Linked DNA regions of Triticum aestivum: all the other regions are linked to region 2. A link is a contact called in public Hi-C data. All regions are on one chromosome and are shown on one strand. Each heading gives the region's core, a stretch centred on a gene start, on an enhancer-like site or on the middle of the called end of the contact. The rest is flanking DNA. Distances are from core to core; before and after follow the strand shown.

Region 1 (4,066 bases), core at 1,482-3,981, 210 kb after region 2:
GGAATCTGAATCCAACAAATGCTTCTCTGAATCCACCATGCATTTCTACTAAATCTAACTAATCCTTCGGTGCTAAATGATACTGCTGCATCTAAAACATGCCACAGAGTGTTTCCTCAACTTTGATTCAGTGTATGTTCATGTTCTAAGATGAATCACAGCAGCATCAACCTAGGGTTTGGTAAAAAAACTAACTAAATTATGCTATGTTGTTTGAACTGAACAAGCATAAATGCAGAAACTATTGAAGGAGCTCATAAGAGAGGAAGAAGAAACTTACTCCACCCCTCCAAATGCAGAGGCCCAGTGCTGGGAGTTGGCCGGATCCACCTGCACAGCGCTAGCAAGAGACCTTGTTGCTCCGTACTCAAGCGAGAACTGGCAATCATCAGGCGACAGCAGTGCAGCTTGTGGCGTAGGAGCCTGCATCAGAGTTGCAGCCTGTGGTGTCCGCTGCGGCGGCGGCGGCGCCGCCGGCTTGGTTGCGTAGCTACCGTTCCCCAGCCAGTTGTCAACCTCTGAGTACTCGCCGCCTCCATCCCCCCTTCCACCTCCACCGGTTGAATGGCCGCCATCGCCTGGTTTCGCCGCTGCCGACGCCATCGGCTAGGTCGGAGAGGGATGCGCGCGCGAGAGAGAGAGGGAGACAGAGAGGGGGAGACAGAGTGAGGGCGGGCCAGATCCGTCTTGACCGGGTCAGGATAGCTCGTGCACCCTAACGGCCGTCACCCGCGCGCCATGAGCCCTGTGGCCGACAAAACCCTGATCGGCGGGCCCCACATGTCATAACCCCACTTAAAACGTAACTGTTCGACCACTTGGGTTTTTTGGAACAGCCCGCCATTTTTGTGGTAGTTTTTTGGAAAATTAAAAAAATGTGGTAGTTTTCCGGAACGATAGCCCGTAATGTGGTATTTTTTGCTATTCACTCATTTCGAGGTCGTAGGCTGAACCTGGAGAAACGCTCGTTCCCGCACGCGCACCAGGCCAGGCGTCGCCCAGCGGCAAGGGAAGGGAAGGCGCACACACCGTGGAGGGAGGCTTCCGGTGTTGGTTCGAGTCGACGATTGATTGGATGCATCTTTGCAGAGGCCGGCAGTCCCGCAGTCACCTCAGACAGTGAGGAAAAATAGATCATGGAAGGCCATTGTCGCTTGGGTCCCAGGAAGGCCACCCACCACGTCACTGGGTGACATATCTGGTGACTTGCCCGGTGAGCATGGACGTAGACCATGACAACTGTCTTCCCCGTCCCAAAAACAAACCCTGATCCGTGCTTCGCGGTGGCGGAGGCTATTCTTCCCCTCCCGCTGAAGCATACCCCTTCGAGGCTCTCGGCAGTCCGACGAGCGGGCTGTTGGCATAAGGAACACATGGCATGGGAATGGAGATCCGTTGTGGCCGGTCATAGACTAGTTTTACCGTAGTCATGTATATTGTAGTTAAAATATTGTTAGAATTGTAAATATTTTCGTCCGGTTTGAATAAAAATCATCAGAATTGCATGTACTTCGTCCGATTTGTTGAAAAGTGGTTTGAAATGTTTGTGGATAGATTCGGATGGCCGGCTCCCGCATCCATATCCACTGACGGACGCGGTGTCCGTTTTGCATGCCAGCTTTGAAGATGGCCTAAGTATGTGTTTTCAAGAAAAAAAAATAAACCGTATGTATTGGCGTCTGGCAATGCCACGCAGCCCTTGCAGGCGAGGCATGAGCTGTCCTTCACAAACCATACACTTACTACTCCCTTCGTATCAAAATAAATGTCTCAATTTTAGTATATTTTTTCCCGGAAAACTTTAGTGCTAGCTAATTCAGGCCAGCATTCATTTATTTTTCAAACTTATACAAATTATCGCGTCAGGTACTCAGGTTTGATGCCAAAAGTTGGCATGTCAAATTTTGGCAATTGCCAAATGTTGACTAGAGATTGGTTGCTTGCCAATTTTCGCTGCCAATCTCACAAAAGATTGCCAATTGTTGGCAATTTTTGATGTTGCTAAATGTTGTCTTGCCAACTATTGGGAATGCCAAATGTTGGTAGCAAATTAATTATGCTCAAAGTTCTTACTTGTCCTCGGAGTGCGTTTTGGAAGCTGCCGCGGCAAGTGGACAAGCCGGTCTCACATGCATGATCGACCTCGACATTGCGGCCTCATGTACGTCTCGCAAGGTTGGTGGAGACACCAAGTAAGTAGCGTCCGATTTTAGTGACAGTGTCATCAATCACGAAAGTGGTCCGCTGTAGTTACGCACCTGTCCGTCCGGGGTGGTGCATATGCGCACACGCGCGAATCGTGCGGGGTCTATCGTTGGTACGCTGCGCCTCCGATGTCGTTAGCTAGAGCATGCATACGTCCTCGGTCGTGTTCTTGCTGTAGCTCCTAGCGAGCATCTTGGCTCCAAGGCCAAGCAGAGACAGATGTACCAACAGCTAGCGTCCGATCCAGCGCGCGCTGTGCGTGCAACGATGTGTGTGCACGCGAGCAGAGATCGAAAGGCGTTTTTCTTTTCTTTTTACGTGTAACCTGATCGCGTGATCTTCCTTCCTTCCGGCCGGCCGGCCGGCCCACCGCGGTGCACGGGCAATCAATGTGACCCTGTCGCCGCAGCGCCCTGCAATGCGGCGACGGCGAATGATCGGAGGCAGGTGGCGCTAGTGGCTGCCGCCGCCGGCTACGCTGCGCCGTGCAAGTCCGCGTCGTGGGGTAGAAGCTCGTCAACTTCGACACAAACTCTGTCTACTCTATCTATCCATCCACCTATGACCTATCCCCGCGCGCCTTTCCTTCTCCGGTTATATCCGTCCCATCATCGCGTGCTCCCCAACTTGTGCCGTCGATGGCTACGTCGTGATGGCACCGGAAGCAGAGCAGCACCGCCGTCACATGGATTGCCAGCTAGTCTCCAAGTACACGATCGAGGCAAATCTTTGGGTCACCCTTTGGGGCTAAAAATCTAGGGTCACTCATGTCGCGAGAGTAATAATTCATGCCGTTGTTTCGGGTTGATTGTAACAAACTCTATCCTTTTTTTAATTATTAATAGATGAGGTAAATCTATTGCCTTTGTTTCGAGAAAAAGAAGTACACTGTGTGTGGCGAGAGAAGTAGCGCGGGTGCCAACCGCTCTGTAAACGGTGCTGGACGATCTGCCGCTTGGCTAAGCCAAATTCTTCAAAACAAAAGTTCATGTGTAGTAAATTCCACCTCGTTACACCCCAAGTGTCGTTCGAATCTTTGATCACTTCATAAGCTACTAGCAAATATGCCCGTGCGTTGCAACGGAAGACAAAAAATTATGGCTAACCAAATGAGTATGACTCAGTGGCCTGATATATGAGCGTACTTTATTTTAACACAGTGGCTCACCATGTTGTCATTTTTTTTCTCACCCTAGCCGATGATGGTCCCGATGTCCACGTGATCACAATGCATTCGACGTGGTAAATCCCAAGGTTATGAGTTTGTCAGTGCATGCCACACTTGTCATTATGTTGCGCAAGAAAATGTTTAAAATTTTAAAAACAAATCTCGTTGACCACGAACTACTCCCAACGCCAAGACATATAAAGACTTTCAAAAAACCAATTAAATCCTAGACATAGAAAACTTTTGAATTAGTGAACAGTTTTCGGAATCGACAAACATTTTCTTTTGAAATTTTTTATTTTCTCAAAAGAATCATGAACATTAGTTTTGTTTACAAGAAACTAAATGCATGAACCAGTTTCGAATTCATTAAATTTTTTTGACTCAATAAACATTTTGTGAGTCGATGAACTTTTCTAAAAAATTGGAGAAAATTTTAAAAAACAATTTTTTGTGAACATTTTCTAAAATGTCATGGAATTTTTTCAGATTCCTGAATATGTTTTCAATACACAGTCATTTTTTTTTAAATGATGAACATGATTTTATTTTCCTACCATCTTTTTCAAATTGTGATTTTTTTTATAATTTTGCAAAACCACCAACATTTTTTGAATCTGTATTTTTTATGATTTCTCAAAGATTTTTTTAAAAGTCACAACTTTGGAATATTAAAATCCTGAATTAATTTAA
Region 2 (4,016 bases), core at 823-3,322:
ATATGCAAAAAGAAGGGTATAATAGCGCAATTTTCCAGACTCCAGTATAATTTGCACACATATTACATAGTACTTGCTTGTGCATGTGTATGCCAATGATTAATTGTCTTACTCATGCCGATGGTATTACCCTAAATGAATCACACACAAAAACAGATTTGGTAATAAAACTAAAACCAAAATAAAAGCTAAAAAAATAAAACTAAATTTTGCTAAGGAAAATGAATTAAAGACATTGATATTACCCTTAAATGAAGAAAGATGATAAAAAGAAAGAAAATGACAACAACTTGCTTAGAAAATTGCACCTATTCAAAATATATGCAATAAGAATCATATAATAGGAGAAAAAATCAGACTCCAATATAATTTGCACACATATTACATAATGCTTGTGTGTATAGGTCAAGATTAAGGGCCTCTTCGGAGGCCTTCCGCTCCACGAGGCCGCTCCCGGAGTCGACGAAGTTCCAGTTAAAAAGTGTGGAGCGAGAGAAACGGTACTCTGCAGATTCTTATATACCGCGGAGCGGGTGGGCCGCCGAACAGCCCCTAAGTGTCTTACTCATGCCAATGTTATCGCCTCCGAAGTGCATACACAAACATGACGAAAATGAATTGAGTCTCATTTATTTCGTGCGTACGACAAGAAGCACTTCGACAATCTTGCGAACACAGAACCCTAGTGACCCAAGCAACAACAAGCATCAACTGAAAAACAAATGGACTACTACCGGACCGACGCATAACCCACTAGCCTAAGACTAACGGACTGAAACCTTTCCGCTGAACAAAATCGACTGAAAACAAAAGTTACATCAGTCAACTATAACCCAGTCAACTATAACCCAAACAGACCCCAAGTACGAATCATGAACTATGTGAATGATGGTTGCAAATTCGGGTGAGAGCTAAAAATAATAATCAGGCACCTGTTATATAGCAAAACCGCTTTATTTTCTGACTCTGTTGAAAATCAAGCCTAATTACTTGCATCCATGTGAGGACATGGCAATACAAACATGTGTAAATACAATGAGATACATATACACTACTGTAGATTACTACAATGAGCACTACTTTACATGTCCTTCCATCTGAGTAACTTACAAGAAGCCTGCATAACTCCAGTACAATGCTTTTGTACAGAGTGACTACAATGCGTAGCCGAAGCCTGAGCTAATACTCAACACAACCGGATACTACTACAAATGCTACGAAGCACATTACGTAATAACTTCATGCTCGATCATACGGAGCTTGATCGCTCCTGTCTCGAGCAATCATAAGCTAGGACGCAAATTATTCATTCCTCAGGACGGCAGGCAAGCCACACAAGGCACATGCCCCCCAAGTACGTATTATTCCTGACGTCTTTGCCCAATCATTGGCGAACAACCCACCACGAGCTAGCTATCCTTCGCCTCCGGCTAGGCGATCGATCAGGCGTCGTCAGCGTCCGTGCACCGGGGGCCTGCCGCCACCTTGCGCCCCTGCGGCGCGGCGGGTGACGCCGGCGGCGAGTCGAGGCAGCGCCGGAGCAGGCGCGACACGGCGGCCACGAGCTCCTCGGACGCCTTCTTCCCGGGCGCACGCGGCGCCTCCCTCGCGAAAGCGCCGTGCCGGTCGAGCGCCTCGGCCGTGGTGATGGCGCGCTGGCCCCGGGCGCCCGCGCGGCGGATCTCGTCGCCCACGGCAGCCGCGCAGAGCCCGCAGACCCAGCGGCCCATGTACTCGGCCCGCACCGCCGCGATGTACTCCGGCGTGCACTCCTCCGTGAAGCCGCAGCACTCGCACCTCGCGGCCTCCACCTCCATGCTCGCGACGTCCGCTCCGCTCTCTCTCGATGAACTTAATTACCGCTCCTTCTCCCAGACGACGTAGGACGACGGGACGGACGGCGCCTCGGCTGCTCTCCGGCTGCCGCTCCTCCTGCTCCTGGCCTGCTCGCTCCGGCTGGCTTCTGCTACGGCGATGATGACGGCGTCGGCGCCTGGTGTCATCGCAGTCGGGCGATGTCTCCCTCGCGCTTCCCTCTCCTCCGCCTCGGCTCGCCTCCCCTCCCGCCCTGAACTTCTCCGCACCGGGACATGCGGTGGCAGCCAGGTGGTATTTATGCACCGCCAGCGCCGTGGAGCATGTGGCCACGTCTTGCCCCGCTGGCCCCGCGTGTCGGTGGGGGCAGGGGGAGGTGGTAGCTCCTGTACGGGCCGTAGCCAGTAGCGGGAACCGGCTCGTCTACCGTGCTGAAGGCACGGCAGGGAGCTACAGTAGCCACGCAGTGGGAATCGCAGAAGGCACTGCAGGGCCCTATAGCACTATGCACTGTAGCGAATCTACTGTAATAAATATGTACTGTAGCGGGCACCCTGTAGCACCACACTGTTCATGAGTTCATGTAGCGCGCAGTGAAAAATCACAGAGGCACTGCAGGCTAGTGTAGCTCCCCTACCGTGCTTTCAGCACGGTAGACGAGCCGGTTCCCCAGTAGCGTGGGGATGCTAGAGGGAGGTCCACGTCGGGGGGCTGAGCTGGGTGGGCGCCCGGCCTTTTGAATGCGTGGTCTGTGAGTACTGACAGCTGGCCACGGTGGGCCGCGCGGGCTGCTCGCCGTGCCCAGGGGTCGGGTGGATTTGGTGCGGGTTCGGATGGGCCGTCGCTGTTGCTGGGCCCCGCCTGCTGTTTTCGTGCGCCTGACACGTCGCTCTCGCGATTTTATCGCGACAGGAGTGTTTTTGTCGCCCGTGGCTCCTCGGTTTTGTCTTGGGTTGGGTTGGTGCCCCCAATCATAAGGCCACTTTTCTTTCTTCTTTTTTCCCCTCAAGTAAACTAGTGGTGGTGGTAAAAAACTATCATAATAGCTCCAAGTATACTGGAAATTAACACTAGATGCTTTAATCAGTGATAATCAACTAGCTAACACAGCAAGTTCATGGTTTTCCGGTTGAAAAGAAAGTTGTTTTCAAGGGAGAACCAGTCGGCATCTCATGGAAAGAAAAAACACGGTGCAGACAAAAACGAAGTTACCAGCACTGAAATACAAAACCCGCTCATGACACTACGCCCACCAGATCTCAACCACTAGCGAACTAGACCAGCGCCACATGGAAAGATGCTCTAGGTCTGTTCATGATCATGCATCGTTCATGGCCATAGCATCTACTATTATTACCTAACATGGGATATCGGATGTGTACGTCAAAGATAGTGCTAGTAAGGGCATCTCTAACCTGACCTTCAAACCGTCCACAACCATCTGAATCGTGTAGCCCGTACGTGTTTGGCGTCCAGCGCGGTTCAGACGTATTTTGTCATCCAGCGTGCTCTTGCATCGATCCATTCGGCAGGCAGGATGCACATTTTCCCGCAAACCAGAGACAAATTTGGGGGTTTTGCGGGTGTCCGAACCGCTGCCACGCCCATGTCTGACTAACCTGGCCCACCCAACTCCTCCTCCCTCGCCTGCACGCGTTTCCAGCTGAAGCCAACAACCCTCATTCATGAGGGCTGTGGACGTGACCGCTCACTAGAGCCGGCCTGAAGCCGCTCACCGGCCAAGGGCACCGCCCGCTGCGCACGCCTTCTGTCCGCATTCAAAGGACATCCATCTGCCCGCCTAGCTCCATTAAATCGACGCGTGTGCCGGGGAACATACTTCGGCGCCCCGAGCGCCACACATCCGTTCATGTGTCGGCCGACATTGAGCACCTCTCCGGCTGGCTCCTTGCATCCGTCCGCTTTATAAATGTGACTAGGCGTCGTGCTAGAATTACACACCTCACCTCAGCTCTCTATCTCCTCCTTGTACAATACCCGCCATGGCCTCCAGCGAGCAGTGGAAGGAGTTCTCCGGCATTGTAGCGGCCTGGGTTGCCCTCCAAGCCAACCCGATATATGTTGGCTTGCAGGCAAACCCTCCGGTTCCAGCGCCACCGCCATTGCCTCTCGCCCATCCAGGCTGGCCAACGCCTTCTCCCGACAACTCCATCGCTAGCAATGGCGGAAACACCTCAGGC
Region 3 (3,925 bases), core at 1,226-3,725, 150 kb before region 2:
ACTAAAGTTTGGTGAGCTGGGGGTCAAATTCATTGCCTGATTGGAAGTAGGATCCACTTGCATCTGAAAAATCAAAAGAAAAAATAACCCTTGGAGATACTACTGAATGTTGCAATTGTAACATAACTGCTCGAAGCAATGTATATTACCAAATAAAGAGGAAAGAGATTTTAATATTGTCTTTCAAAGGATATGTTTAATACTGGTGCCTTGAGCAGAAAGAAAATTCATTAAAGTTTCAGCAATATACATCAAGAAGAGTCAGCTATATTAAGCAATGCTCTGATTGGACGTATAGAGGAGTTAGTGTGAAAATTACAGATAGAAAGAGATTACCTCTAGCTGGGTGAGAATTTCAATAGTATGATTGAAGTCACATCCATTTGCATAGTACAGCTCCCCAAGACTCTCTGCTGAAAATCCAGGAAACTGAGACGCTAAATACTCTAGGGGATCAAAAAGGCCATCTGATGCTGCAACGTACTCACTAGCAAAACTGTCAGTAAAGCCTGTGGTAGGATCATACTGAAGGTCCTGATTTTCATTAGCAAAGTGGAGGTCACCCACGTAATTTTGCTCCCAATTGCTTGAACCAACAGTTGAAAAGGTTGACTGTGAATTATCCTCGTAAAATAAATTGGTATGCCCAAGTTCCAGGTTGCTAGCTGAAGAAGACAACTCTTGGTGTTCTCTTGACAAGCGGCTAGCTTTTGTCCCATAGAAAGGAGGTGCATTCAAGGATAATCCAGCAAGGGACAGTTCTTCAGGTTCTTGTTCGATTTTCTCGAAAGAAGTGAAGTCTGGAATAATATCATCTGGGAGCTGCTTACGCCAGAACTGGTGTGCCTCATCGTCTGAGTTATTAGACTTGGACGACTCAGACCTATCTAGAATTTTTTTTCCAGGTGACCCCCTAAGTTCAGACTTACTTGCATCTGAAGCTGTGCTATTACCATAGGATGGTCTAATAACACATGAAGGGACAAACTCTGCTGCATTGGGATTTAATGCAGTGATTTTATTTGGCAACATTGACCTTGCATCACCATTATTTGGAACAACTTTATTCAGTGAAGTCATCTTTTAACAGAAATTACATGTACAGGAAAACTCTTCCAATAAGATTTACCCAAACCCTGAAAAGGTGGTAAACATCAAGGTTAGTATTAGTATGGTTCAGCACATTTACAAGAATTACATTTCCTATGAATAACTGAAATAGAAAAGCCATGTATCCTGTAATGGCAAGAAGCTATTTGCTAATCTGCAAAACTGTTTAGTTACTCCCATAATTTTCTGTGAGGTAGCTATAAATAATAAATTTATGCCAGATTACTGAGAATCGATTTTATTTTCGAGGGAAAAACAATTTCATGCTTATCAAAAACAGCACACGCAAATAAAAACTAATCCAATAAGGTCTGGCTCCAATTATTTGAGTCATATTTAGAGCAAACGAAATGTGAACTCTAATCTAGGTAAGCCATTTATTAATTTACATGACATATATGGATGAACTAATTGACAAGTTGTTAGAATTGCCAAACTAGTCGGTCCTTTAAATCGTACTGTTAGGCTTCAAAAAGTTTCTTTTTTGTTACTATCATGCAGACATGGCAACAGTATTATCAGCATTACTTGTAATAGAAGTTTCCAAATTTACAAGGCCTACTTGTAATAGAAGTTTCCAAATTTACACAAGGCCTAAAAGACGGTAGGTATCTTTCCAAAAAAGGGCGTTAGAATAGGGCGTCACCCATTTGCACACAAAATGGCGTGGCCTTTCTTGGCTCAGATATAACTGCCTGAGCTACTACTACAACCGCCAGCGTCACAAAAGCTGCATCTCCCCCATGCAGTTTCTATACGCCAAATTCACCGGCTAGGACGTTGAAATATCTAACGCTTCAGTCGTACGCATTGGCCCTTTTACGGCAATAACTTCGCCTCGCCGCTAAATCAGTAAATTCGCAAAAATAATACTAGTAAATTCGCATGAGCGGCAAACGTAACAGTAAAACAACAGAAAAGGAAAATAAGCTTAGGGCTACGCCACCCCGAATCGGAATCATACACAGCTCTAGCTCTAGCAGAGGCTTGAGGAGAGAGCAAGCCGACGCCGCGCCGAGATCCGGACGGGATCTACACGAGGCGAGCGTCCGCGGCAGATCTGGAGAGCTCCCGCCAACGCGAGCCGATGCCCTTCCGCCGGTCGATGAGCTGGTAGTAATATATGGCTGGCGACCGGCCCATATGGGGCGCGAAGGATAAAAAGCCTCGGCCGCCCCTCCCCGACGCGGGGCAGGGTACGGGTCGTCACCGCCCACGAGACGGAGACGGAGCCGGAGCCGGCGCGGAGACGGAGGGGATTCGGAGGTGGTGGCCGAGGCGGGGTCGGAGACGGGGTGGGTCGCCGGGATTTGTGGCGTGGTGGAGGGTGGCCGTGGGGAGGGGAGGGGAGGGGAGGAGGAGGGACGGACGGACGGGAGGGGGGAGGCGGAGGAGGAGGATAGGCGAGGGATGGTGGAGTTTGACCCGACGCGGCGGGTGGTGGGGCCGGGATGGAGCTGTGGCGTGGAGGGGAAGGATGGGTGGGTGGTGGCTTGGCCTTGGGATCGGTGGCGGGATGAGGGCAGGGCCGCGTGCGCCTGCCTGCTACCTGTCTCCGCTCCCGCGGTGCGACGCGAATATGCGGCTCGGTGATTCGACCGAGGGGGAAATATCGGCGGGGCTCCCGCCGGTGGTTCCGTGGTCTGCCTCCGCCCGTCTGCTTCACAACGTTTCGTGGTTCCTGTTTGCCATCGTCCATGAGGGCATCTTCAGCCGTTCGGCCTCCAGGGCGCCTAAATAGAGCGGCTTGGGGGCGTGCCGGCGCTAGTTCGGTCTCTGGGACGACCTAGCTCTCAGTCACGCCCCCACGCGCCGGCCCCAGAATGCGGAAATTCAAACTTGGTCGTTCCCGCTCTTAAAAGACGCCGATCGAACGGACGTAGTCTGGCGTTACAAAAAACAGAGAGCCGCCGTGCGCAACGATTCACTCGGCGGGGTCGGCGTGCGCGGCCTCGTCGTTGCCGGAGCTGCTTCGGTGCAGGGCTGCGTCGGCGCGGCTTCGGCACTGCTGGGCGGCGATGTAGAGACGTCGTTCGGGCTTGGCGTCCGTGTGGGCGTGGGCGTTGCCGTCGGCAGCTCGTTCAGGATGAGGCCGCGCTGCACCAGGTACCACGCCTTGAGCTTCTCGTCGTTGCTCTGGAGCATGTCCGCCCCGCTCATCAGAAAAGCCATGTCGGTGTTCCTCTTCTTCGCGGCGACGTTCGTCCGGAGCAGGTCGAGCTTGATGGCATTGCTCTTCATTAGCGACGACCACCGCGCCTCGGTCTTCTCTTCGCGTAGGACGGCCCGGGCCTGGGCATCGGCGAGGCAATGCTCGATGGACTCCTGCACTCGCGCGGTTGCCGCGTCGGCGCTTTTCCCCTTCTTTGCCAATTTGTGGCCGTCCGGCCGTCCCTCTGACGTGCCCGGAGTCGTCGCGTTTGGCTTGTATGTCTCCTTGGCCTTGTCGAGGGCACGTCGGACTTCCGCCCACTTCTCGCACTTGTCAATGCGCTTGTAGACGTGGAGGTGCTTGAAGTCGGCGTCTTGGTTGTCGCCCCGATACATGGCGAACATACGCAGCAGCTGCGCGGAGGGACAAACAGTTGGTGGGCGGCGGGCGTAGGGGACGAAGATATGCGTGCGAACGGCGTGCGTACCTGATCCTCAACGCTGGCGCCGCTCTCCGGGCGAGCCGCGACCTCCTCGACGATTCCATGCCATTTGTTGCACGCCAACTGGATACACCCCCAATGGTCCGCCATCGCCTTGGAGCCGTGCTGCATGTAGACGCCATTGAAGTAGGGGTCGACGAGCTTCCGCTCGTCGAACTCGG

The links. A called contact is a pair of places that touch in the nucleus more often than the background predicts.
Region 1: a contact with region 2 is called in a Hi-C map of leaf, with 5 times the contacts expected there. The contact joins the enhancer-like site here to the promoter of LOC101290659 in region 2. A contact is called at or near these places in 4 of 5 Hi-C or Micro-C datasets (leaf and an unstated tissue) and 1 of 1 datasets of contacts at active chromatin or transcription factors (leaf).
Region 3: a Hi-C map of an unstated tissue shows a contact between it and region 2, with 10 times the contacts expected there. The contact joins the promoter of LOC123163172 here to the promoter of LOC101290659 in region 2. A contact is called at or near these places in 3 of 5 Hi-C or Micro-C datasets (leaf and an unstated tissue).

What each region holds. Positions count from the first base shown.
Region 1 is chr7B:75,603,015-75,607,080 of IWGSC CS RefSeq v2.1, forward strand. No RefSeq gene overlaps it. Among protein-coding and RNA genes, the nearest start is that of LOC123159436, 23 kb to the right of the region's middle. Within about 2 kb of position 2,732, at least 1 of the 8 cell types and tissues checked has an H3K27ac peak or open chromatin away from gene starts, as enhancers often do. A contact at or near this core is called in leaf, where this site is marked.
Region 2 is chr7B:75,391,789-75,395,804 of IWGSC CS RefSeq v2.1, forward strand. It overlaps LOC101290659, which reads right to left and starts at 2,073. Exons shown (of 1, transcript XM_044575919.1): 1 at 939-2,073. The coding sequence starts at 1,817. The coding sequence ends at 1,443.
Region 3 is chr7B:75,242,778-75,246,702 of IWGSC CS RefSeq v2.1, forward strand. It overlaps LOC123163172 (polyadenylate-binding protein-interacting protein 7), which reads right to left and starts at 2,476. Exons shown (of 6, transcript XM_044580925.1): 1 at 2,075-2,476; 2 at 337-1,136; 3 at 1-63. The coding sequence starts at 1,080.